3 separate regions of the Anas platyrhynchos genome follow, and regions 1 and 3 are each linked to region 2. The links are chromatin contacts, called in public Hi-C maps. All regions are on one chromosome and are shown on one strand. The core of a region is the stretch at or near the end of the contact, and the rest is flanking DNA. Distances in the headings are between cores, read along the strand shown. Region 1 holds the start of SOAT1 (sterol O-acyltransferase 1). Region 2 overlaps NPHS2 (NPHS2 stomatin family member, podocin). Region 3 holds the start of ABL2 (ABL proto-oncogene 2, non-receptor tyrosine kinase).

Evidence for each region. Hi-C and Micro-C count contacts between places; a contact is called where the count stands out from the background.
Region 1: a contact with region 2 is called in a Hi-C map of subcutaneous adipose tissue, with 2.3 times the contacts expected there. The contact joins the promoter of SOAT1 here to the enhancer-like site in region 2. A contact is called at or near these places in 4 of 8 Hi-C or Micro-C datasets (liver, skeletal muscle and subcutaneous adipose tissue).
Region 3: a contact with region 2 is called in a Hi-C map of subcutaneous adipose tissue, with 2.6 times the contacts expected there. The contact joins the promoter of ABL2 here to the enhancer-like site in region 2. A contact is called at or near these places in 2 of 8 Hi-C or Micro-C datasets (F1 follicle and subcutaneous adipose tissue).

Annotation. Positions count from the first base shown.
Region 1 is chr8:18,829,400-18,832,695 of IASCAAS_PekinDuck_T2T, reverse strand. SOAT1 (sterol O-acyltransferase 1) reads left to right here and starts at 2,022. Exons shown (of 16, transcript XM_072041763.1): 1 at 2,022-2,140. The region is part of intron 1 of ABL2 (ABL proto-oncogene 2, non-receptor tyrosine kinase); the gene reads right to left.
Region 2 is chr8:18,733,552-18,736,926 of IASCAAS_PekinDuck_T2T, reverse strand. It overlaps NPHS2 (NPHS2 stomatin family member, podocin), which reads right to left. Exons shown (of 10, transcript XR_011810974.1): 9 at 44-197. It overlaps AXDND1 (axonemal dynein light chain domain containing 1), which reads left to right. Exons shown (of 23, transcript XM_072041758.1): 23 at 400-517. The coding sequence ends at 500. Among named protein-coding and RNA genes, the nearest start is that of NPHS2, 8.1 kb to the right of the region's middle. Within about 2 kb of position 1,931, at least 3 of the 8 cell types and tissues checked have an H3K27ac peak or open chromatin away from gene starts, as enhancers often do. A contact at or near this core is called in F1 follicle and subcutaneous adipose tissue, where this site is marked.
Region 3 is chr8:18,803,040-18,806,271 of IASCAAS_PekinDuck_T2T, reverse strand. It overlaps ABL2 (ABL proto-oncogene 2, non-receptor tyrosine kinase), which reads right to left and starts at 1,879. Exons shown (of 12, transcript XM_027462933.3): 1 at 1,438-1,879. The coding sequence starts at 1,606. The region is part of intron 1 of SOAT1 (sterol O-acyltransferase 1); the gene reads left to right.

The DNA of each region.
Region 1 (3,296 bases), core at 773-3,272, 96 kb before region 2:
CCAGCTGGGATTCAAAGCAGATGTGGGACTTCCACCACTTCCTTGGGAATGCCTGGGAGGTTGGTACGTGTTCTCAACACCCACGTCATGTACAGAAAAAGCCTGCAGAAGTTAATGTTTGATGAGGAGCTTCAATCACTTAGCTACAGCGCTTACCTAGAAATCCCATTACCTAAAAATCAACTGCTTTTAAGAGTTGATGTCTCACTAACTTCCCGAACTCTGATTTTTTAGAGTGACTCAGCTGCCCAAGTAGCAGTAAGGTAAACCAGTATCAACCAAAGGGGCATTTCCCTATTGCAGGTTGCCATTAAGAAATAACCTGTGCTGCTCATACAGCATGGGATCTATACCATCCAATATGCAAGGATAAGAAAGGAGAGTTAAATGTGATAATCGCATAGACCTCAATGAGGAAACCACGATAAGCGAAGCGTATCACAAATGATGCCCTTCAAACCAAAGAGTCTGTGAGCTCTATTCACACCCAGTGAGGAAATGAGCTGGGAAGTCCTGTTCTGTACCAGCTCCTTTGGAAGCCTAACCATAAATCATACGTGACCACTTTCATTTCCTAGACAATTGGAAACTTACATCATCATTTAGCGCAAAGTAAGAAATGCATGATCAAGCAAGGATGTTATGCTTCACCCACCTCCTTCCTTTTCTGTATTCCCACAATACAAATTGCTTCTCTCCAGACACGAATGCTTTTCCTATTCAGCCAACACGTAAGAGGCGTTTTGCCTCCCACCCTCTGCCACCGAGGCTACTGTTACCAATCTCTTCAGCTCAAGTGCAGGGCAAGTCTTTTAAATGCTAAATCTTCAACTTCAGAACCACATCAGGTGCTGGTAGTCTTTTTTTGTTCTGAAACACTGACTCTGTAACTGCTCATAAAAGCAGAGCATTTTAAATAATCCTCAAACCTGGATAAAAGCAGGCAACCTCAGTCCTGCCTGCACCCAGTCTTGTACTACAAGACAAAGACTTGAAAGGCCCCACGTCCTCCTTTAAGCTTGCCGAGTACTGCAGGAAAGGGATGGCACAGTGTAACATCCCTACGTGTCCTACCTGTGAAACTCGACACACCGGGCTCAGAGGCTTCATCGCCAAGGCAGCAGAGCAGCTTGCTCTCTTTGCCATAGCTGCTAGACTGGAACAGGACGGTCCCCACGATCATGCTGTGCCTCACAGCAGGCAGAAGGCTGACACGAGAAGTCCTGGACTGCCCGCACAAACGCCACCACGTGCAGGCGATCACTGCTCGCAGCGCTGGTGGCCAATGGAAAAGCAAGCACTGCCGAGCGGGTGAGGAAAAACTAGGGAAATCGAGCTGCGGGTTACTGGGTTACCAGCTGGAAGTAAGGGTGGAGCTTCCCACGAAACGCTGAACAAACAAAGGATGTGGGGACCGGGCTGCGAGTTGAAACGCTTTTGAGATGAGCTATAGACAGAATATTGTGCCGCTAAGAGTTAGGCAACAAAGTGTTTGGAATAAAATAAATCGTTTCCTTGGAGAAGTTCCTTTGCACAAATTACAAAACAGATCACCCATTACGGGGACCGCCCAGATTGATTCATTTTTCCACTCCACATAAATGCCATTATTTATGAATCAACAGGAAACAACATGAATGAAAATATAAGTCTAGGAGCTGTATGAGCAATGAAAGAGTAAACTGTTACATATTTTAGGATTTCAGAAAGAAACCGAAAGCAAGAGCTGTACAGTATGCCCAGGCTGAGCTGCACATTTAATGATTTAATAGTGTTCAGGTCAGCTCTGTGAAAGGACGCTATCAATTACCTTTCAAAAACCTAAGCTCTCTTTGATGAATTCTTTAAAAGACTTGGTTTTCTAGCTACATTTGTATGGTTTGCAGCAGGCCAGGTTCCTCCTAACATGTGGAGGGGGAAGGGTTAAAGAACAAGCACTCACCATGGTAGTCTCACACCTGGGAGGCTGGTGGGCTGCAGAGGGGTATAAAAGGGAGCAGGGAAGGGGAAGCAAGTGGTTTGGCCTCTGGGAGGGGGAGAGAGGCTGTTGCAGCCCACCAGCATCTCTAAATCTGCAGACTCCACTGCTACGTGAGAAAGGCAGCCGCAGCACGTGAGGAGGACAGAGCTTTGACTAAAGGTAAGAAATGAGCAACCGGGTTTGTTATAAGCGTTTGTGTTGTGCAAGGCTGTGAATGAGAAAAGGCATTCCAAAAAAAAAACAAAAACAAAAACCCACAGATGTGCTGTGGTGACAAGGAGTTACTTCTCCCTGTGTGGCCTGTACCAAGAATTTTGTGCCTCCACCATCACCTAATGCAAGTGGAAAAACATAGCCAAAGGAAGTACCTTCGGACAGGAACATGCCATTATCTTCCAGAAGTTCAGACAACTGGGTGACCTTTCCTCCTTCTCCAAAATGAGGCTTGGTGAACCTTGCAGCATGCTATCCAATACTCAGGTTTACTTAGGAGTCTCTAGGCTATCTTTTTCCCCATTTGTTTTTCTCTTGCAGTTTGTTTTCTACTCTCTTTTATGTGCTCTGGATGCCTTCAGTCACACTGGTATTTCAAGCAGTCTTAGTGTATCTGTTGATACACAAAGAATAGGCAGAATTTGTAGGGCAAGGCAGCATAGCCTGAGAAAAATGGAGATGAGCTTTGCTACAAACAGACTGTCCAGGTGGGTCTGCAATAGCATCAGCAAATGTCAATTAGTATTAGCTGTAATAATTAAGCAAGGGAACAAACAATTTGCTTGTTAGTTAAAGTATATCAGATGAGTAACCAATATCTCTGGAACAATGAAGGATTAGGGGAAAGCTGAGCTAAATGAAAAAGGTAGCTTGCAAACCAGTGCATTGAATGTGTTACTTTTAGCCCCCCTCGCTGAGTGTTGGTGCCCTGTGACTGTCAGGCCTGTTAAAGAGCTCCCGATGGCCATCAGCTGGTGCCACCAGTGGCGTGGGAAGGACAGGGGTGTCCCTGCACAGTGCCTGGATGTTTGTAAGGTCCTGTCATGTGCACCCAGGCAGAGTAAATTCAGGCTTCTTCCTAACCTCTGGACGAGCGCTATTTCTTCTACAATTGATTTCCTAGACAGTTATTCTACCCTGTAGGCCGTTACCTTGACATTTGCATCCACCACGACAAGCTTCCTGTTCCTATTCCCTTGGCTGTCAATGGACGAGCCAGGCTCTTCGTCCTGGTACACTCAGCTTCCTCGGTGGAAGAAGCAACCTTTCAGGCAGAACAGCTCTTCAGACTATTCCCTGTGGTGCCCTTCAAAGCTGTTTC
Region 2 (3,375 bases), core at 682-3,181:
TTGGGTAGAAAAGAAAGTTCCAGGTCCCTTCACACTCACATACCTTTTGTGATTGTAGCACAGGATACCCTTGCTGTCTCCAGTTCTTTGAACACTGCTCATGTACTGGTCCTGCCCATGTGATGTGGCAGTGATTTCCTTAGGTGGCAGGTTTGTTGGGGATGAATGCATGTCCTTGCCTCCTTTCTCAGCTGGATCTGCTCAGATATAAAACGTGGAGAAGGAGAAAAAGTGGGAATTAAAACTTCTTCCCTTAGTCCTTCATTGCATCCTCTCTGACATCAAAGTAGGAGAGATTAATTGGTTTGTTGAAAATGTAATACCTTGGGCACAATATTACTCTGCATTTTAATGGCTTTGGTTTGTGTTGTGTATTTTTTTTTTCATTTTTTCTTTCAGAAAAATGCTTCCAAGAAAGCGTGTCAGAAGGTGAGGCCTGCTCAAGTCCCAAAGCTTCTGCCTCTGGACAGTCCAAGGGATCCAGAAAAAGCAACCATTAAAGAACAGCAATGCCTGAGTAGTTTCTTAGTTTCTTAGTGTCCATTCGTAATAGCATCTCGTTCCCAGTCCAGTGCCTTTGCTCCTTATCTGCTACTCCCCTCTCTGTGCCATCTCAGCGTGTATGCCATTTTTCTAGCTGGCTCTACCACTTCCACACCTATCTTGCTTATTCACTACTTCCTTCCACAACTCTAACGCATTTACAGCTTGTTCACCCTCTCATTGTACTGAGATGGCATTTAAAACACACGCTCTATCTCCCTGTGATTTCTGTGCTTGGCATCTGAGTCCCCTGGCTCCTCATATGCAGTACCCCTACAGCCTGAGCAAGCCAAACTGCCCAGCGAGGCGGTTGCCCAGGGCTGCTGCTTCTGTCAGTTCCCAGCCCAGGACAGTCTGTGTGGTTATAAAGCTCTGCAAGGACAGCAGCAGCTGCCTGGATTTGGCACGACTGCAGATTGACCCAGTCTCAGCTCTGAAGAGCAGGCAGTGAAACTGTCAGGAATTGCATCTGCTCCAGACAGCCCCTGCCAACTCCCCCCGAGTAAATTCTATTTTGAAACCATCATATATCAGTAATACTGAAGCACATTTTTAAATGATGTTTCCTTCTGCAAGGTTTTTGAATGTAATACCTCCTGAAGGTAAAACGACAAGTTTCTGCCAGCTCTGTGTACGTCAAAGAGAAAAGATCCTGCTGGAACAAGGGTTCTTTGGAACTGAGGATGCTCTTAGCTTTCATCTGCCTTTTCTGCAACTTTTCAGAAAAGTTACATGTTTGAAAAAAATATGCCTGACTTCTGCAGATAGGAGTGCAAATAGAGAGATGTGGGCCCTGGCACGGCGCCATGTGTCTCTGAAAGTCTTAATCCTCAGGCTCTGTTGTTCTTTTCAGACATTACTTGCAGGTGATGGTCCTTGATTGCCAAGGAACCTTGGTCTGGGTGGATTATTTTACAGGGAGTTAGAAATGTAGCCTGAGAAGTGTTTGGAGAAAGGATTGTCTGCTGCTATGAGCAGTATCACACCATTTTGCTCTAAGCTGGAACAGAGGGGCTTACCCTAGCATCAAAATTAAAAAACAGAACCAGCCTTAGAGAAGTGAATACACAGCTCATGTTCATCAGTGGAAGGTTACAGAGCTGTTCCGTTTCCCAGAGCTAGCTTTCCATGGCTGGATCACAACTGAGATCTATTGCAGACAACAAACAGCATCCTGAGAGGGTTCCAGTGGCAGAATGAACTGGATGGGAGGTGACACCTGAAGGTCAGATGCTGTGTGATCACTGAGTTTAAGGATGAGGGTTTTTTCCCCTTCCACTTGGAAAGGGGCTGGTTTGCTGAGTGTCCTTGTTGTAAGAAGGCCAGCAAATATTTGTGTGGTGAGAATTACGGGAACACTGTGTGCTGAGAAGGGGACTCTAGGGAGATGAAAGGGCTGATAAAATACAGAATTAGGTGGTACATAGTGGAAGTGGGCTCCTTGTCCCTTGCAGAAGTGTTAAGCCAGTACCTGCTGGCCATCCGTGGGACACAGCTGCATTTAACAGAAATATTACAAATGGTAGGTGCCAAGTGTGTGTCTTACCAGCAGGCAGAGAGACTGGAAAAAATGAGTGAAAATACAAGAGTGACAGACTGGCTGGGCTACCCCTGCTAGGCACGTGTGATGAGAAACTGCTGGGTGGGCGATTAAGGGCCACAAAATGCCTTCTGTCTTGGCGATAACGAAGTGCATGGTATTTCTTTCAACCCCATATCCTTCAAGGGAAAGGCTTACAGTATGTGTAGGTCCCTGGCTATTTCAAATAGCTTTGGGCAGATTTTATAAGAATTTTGAGGACTTCCTGCATGTAGAGTTTAGCAAGATTGCTGCAGTGGGCAAAAGTATCACTGTTTGGTTTTTGTTTGTTTGTTTGTTTGTTGAGTATTGCTGTTCTCAAGGCTCTCTGCTGGCTTCGTGCTGGATTCCCACTTCTCAGCCCGGTGGTAGTTGGCTAAATGGATCACCTCATATTTTCAGACAGTCCTACTGGAAGCAGATGCCCACAAGTTCAGATCTTGTCCTGCCTCGCCACCCAGTGGAAGCAAGCAGCAGCACAGCCTGCCTTCCCTCTGCACAGCTGAAAAGTGCCAAACTATAAATGCTGCCCTTTCCTTCTTTTCCTCCTTTTTTGGTACTAGAGCTAACTAAACACCTTGGTTGCCCGTGTGTGTATGTATATGTGCACAGGTGCTGATGTGAAATCCTATATCCAAGAGTACGCCACGGACAGGACCCTTCTCTCTTGTCCCTTGCAGGAGAGCCAGGCTGGCAGCACCTTCCAAATTCCCCGTGTGTTAAGTCCTTTCCCGTTCCCCCAGTTGTCGGGCTTCCACCCCTGCCTCTCTGGCGTTGTCACCCCATCACCCGTTCAGACGGAGGGAAAAAGGATCCCTTCTGTACCACCCGAGCGCTCCCAACTTCCCTGGACACAGCACACGGAGATGGGCTATAAGGAGGAACGTGCCCCTGTGCAAGCACTTCTGCCTTGGCTTGTTTTACCACCCAGCTGTAGGACTTGCTTTTCTTTAAAAAAGAAAGCCAACAGTGCAGAAGGGAAATCCCAAAGAGTCTGACTGTAAGGACAGAACCACAGGAAACCAATGCCTCTGATAAGTCCCTCCTGTGGGGCAGCTTGAGCCTGCCCCTTTTATCCCAGTGTGGGGCTTTCTGCACCTTAATTCCCTGTAACTAATGTCATGAGTGAGAGACGGGTCGTCAGTTTGGGGATGGGGGTGTGAAAACACAGCAGGATGGCCCGGACCCCGGGTGTCAGGGTCAGGTGAAAGGGAAGGGATGACAACCCTTTTCCCTCAATCCCCTGCTCACAC
Region 3 (3,232 bases), core at 630-3,129, 69 kb before region 2:
GTGTTACTCTGATGCAACTGTAAGGCCCTACATGCTGACCCATACTTCCCACAAATGTCCTTGCTGTTTCTCATAATACACTTGCCTTGTAAGAACAAGAACAAAGTAGTCAGCTGGGTACCAAAACACTAAAGACAGACTCTCATCAGCAGTACTTTTGCCTGCTAAGTCATGCTTAGCAGTCTACACAGCAATTTTGTTCTGCTGCTGAAGACATAGATTACAGCAAACTGAAACAACCAGGATAAGTGCGTAGCTTCTGAGATCTGCTCTCTAACATCATGAATTTACAATATTCTCTTTTAGACAAATGTTTCGCCCCAAGTGCCTTTAATATACAATACGATGACGATCTAAAACATGTAAAAAGTTGATGATACTATGGTTGAAAGACGCAATGAAAAAGTAATCCCTAGCTTTAATAGTGGCAAGAGTGGGTTGGGCATTTCGGCAAGCACAGAGTTCTGTTTTGGTTTCCGAGCTGATACTGCTCCCTGAACTCAAAAGCTGTGATAACACTGAGAATTTAAGAACCAGATTTAGTGCTGCACTCCTGTTTTGATAGATACTTACATGTCAGCAGTCACAGCAGATGATATTTACATTTAGGCTGCTGGTTGGATGTTCCTTAATCTTTTTGCCTATGCTTATTCTAGTGGGCAAAAGAAAATGTCTTGTCAGAAGCAGTCGTCTACAAACACTGACACCTCCCTCCACCTACAACCAGCCAAACCAGGGATGCTCTCCATAGCAGATTCAGTTCTTCAGTATTGCAGATGCATCCACAATCCTAGCCTCAATCTTCTTGCTGAGGCAGACAGGTTTCGGTTCATCATACCTTCCCAAGATCTTTGTGTTTTATTAAGGAGCTGCCACAGAGACGATGATAGTAAAATAGATACAAAACGTTGGGGATTAGAAGTCGCAGGCACCTTCTGTGAGCGGTTACAAATGGTTCATGTTGCATTGCCCATTTCTGGTATCAGTTTACAGCGATAAGATAGAAGCGGATAGGCATAAACTTCAGCTGCAAAGCGGAGGGCAGCTGTAATACCTCAATCAAAACCAAATCCTTTCCCGTTTCAGGCTCTATAGCACCAACAGCGAGTTACAGACCTGGCAGGGCACGTTTTAAGTTCCTCGGTAAACTCTTGCAAGCACATGTAACGTTTACCCTTGTAAATATGCTTCACATTTCTCCTTGTAAACACACCCCGAGCTCGGCACCCCGGCGGTGACAGCTACAGGGCGCTGCAAGCTCCCGTTCCCGGGGGCGAGCCCGGGCCTCCCCCAAGCCCCGGGGAAGCTCCCCCGGCCCCGAGCCCGCTGCCAGGCCGAGCCGAGCATCCCCCGGGACGTGGCAGCAGCGCGGCGGGGCTGCCGTGCCCTGCCCAGCGCCACCCCCGGAGCCCCCGGAGCCCCCTTCCCCGCACTCACCGTGCTGGGCGAAGACGTTGAAGCCGCCCTCCGCCGTGCGCCCGGCCGCCTCCCGCCGGCGGCCCGCCGGCCTGCCCGCGCTGCTCCCTCGCGGTGCCCGCGGCTGCTGCTGCTGCTGCTGCTGGAGGCCGGCGGGCGGCTCCCCGAGGCGGCCCACCTGCTGCCCCATGGCCGCGCTGCCGCCCCGCTCACATGCCGCCCCCCGAACCCGGCCCGGCGCGGCCCGGCCCGGCCCGGCCCGGCGCTCACGGCCTCGCCCCCCCGGCCCCCGCCGCCATCTTAAACCACAGAGCGGCGGCGGAGCGGGCAGAGCGGCTCCCGCGGCCGCCTCCGGTCCTCCCGGGGAGCCCGCCCCCGCCCGTCGCGACAGCGGTCGCGATGGGTGGCGCGGGGGAGGAAAAGGGGAGCGGCGATGGGGAGCTCGCGGCTCAGGCGGGGCGTGTTGTGCTCCGCCAGGCGTTGGGTCCTGTCCCTTCGGAGTGTTTGTTCAGTTTTCGGGGCCGTGCCATATCGCGATATGTCGCACCGCAGCGGGCTCCTTCACGCCTTGCAGCGCTCAGGGACGAGGCCCCGCTGTGTTTGCCCTGCCAGGAGGGGGCTCAGCCGCGTCCTGGTGCTGCCCAGCCCCATTGTGGTGATGCCGGGCTGTGTCTGTCGCAGCCTGAGCTTTGGTGTTTGTGTCGGTGTCGCCGTGTCCCCAGGCGATATCCCGCTGGTGGCTGTGACCCCACAGTCTCAGAACAAGGCTAAAGCTGGGCCCCTACCTGGGCCATAGCCCACATGCTCAAGCAGGTGGATTAAACATGGGATTGCTTTGCCATGCGGTCTGGTCCCAAAAGGCAAACTCACGCCCTCCTCGTGGCCCCAGCACGCGGGTCGGGATGGCTGACCCAACCACCAGGCCCTCCTCGTGCATGCACCATGTTCCCGCTCCTGTGCACTGCCCGCACCACGTGTGCCTCCTCTTCCGCTGCTCATCAGGCCCCAGGTGAACTCCCTGGGCTGCGGCATGTCACCTGCCCTACTCCTCCTCCTCCTCCTCCTCCTCCTCGTCCTCCCCGTGCTGAGGGCAGGGAGGACCAGGAAGGCCCAGCGGTGTGAGTAACATCAGGCGTGTCGCTGGACAGGCGTGGCTGGCAGCAGCATCTTGCCATCAGGTGGCTGAGCACACACCGTCGCTAATTGGCGTGCAATTAAGCTCTCTTCTTCCAGCTTCTCTACTCCTAGCATAAGGCTTCCCAATTCAAAGCAGAAGGAAGGAGGTTTCATCCTGAGAGATCGTGGTGCTTGTTGCAGTTTAGAAGACCTATGTTCTTGGTGGTATTTTGGTCTCCAAGCTAGCTACTAGTTCAGCGATATATTGGCCATGTTTGCCTCTTTGGGGATGAGCTGCAGTGCTGTTAGTCTCAGATTCCCTCTCCACATCACCAAGAGCAGTGTCACATTGGCTTGTTGGAGCCCCAGCAACCCACACCTAGACCAACCTTCGTGTGGCTGTCCTAGACTAGGATGGCGAGGAGAAGCTCCTCCATGGAAGTCAGCTTTCACATATGAAATTTCCATTGACACTTCTGAAGTCACGTTCTACCTTCCCAGGCACTACCAAAATTCTATCCATCCTCTCACATGCACTCGAAATGCACCCAGCTGCAATGACAATTCTGCCTTGAAATAGGGGTGGCTCACCCAGCTGGGCTTGTGTGCTCTCTGACATGGGCTAGGGTGAACAGGAGCAAGGAGCCTGTGAGCCAGAAGTGCCTTCACTTATTGCACTCATGGACTAAGAGCACGGGGG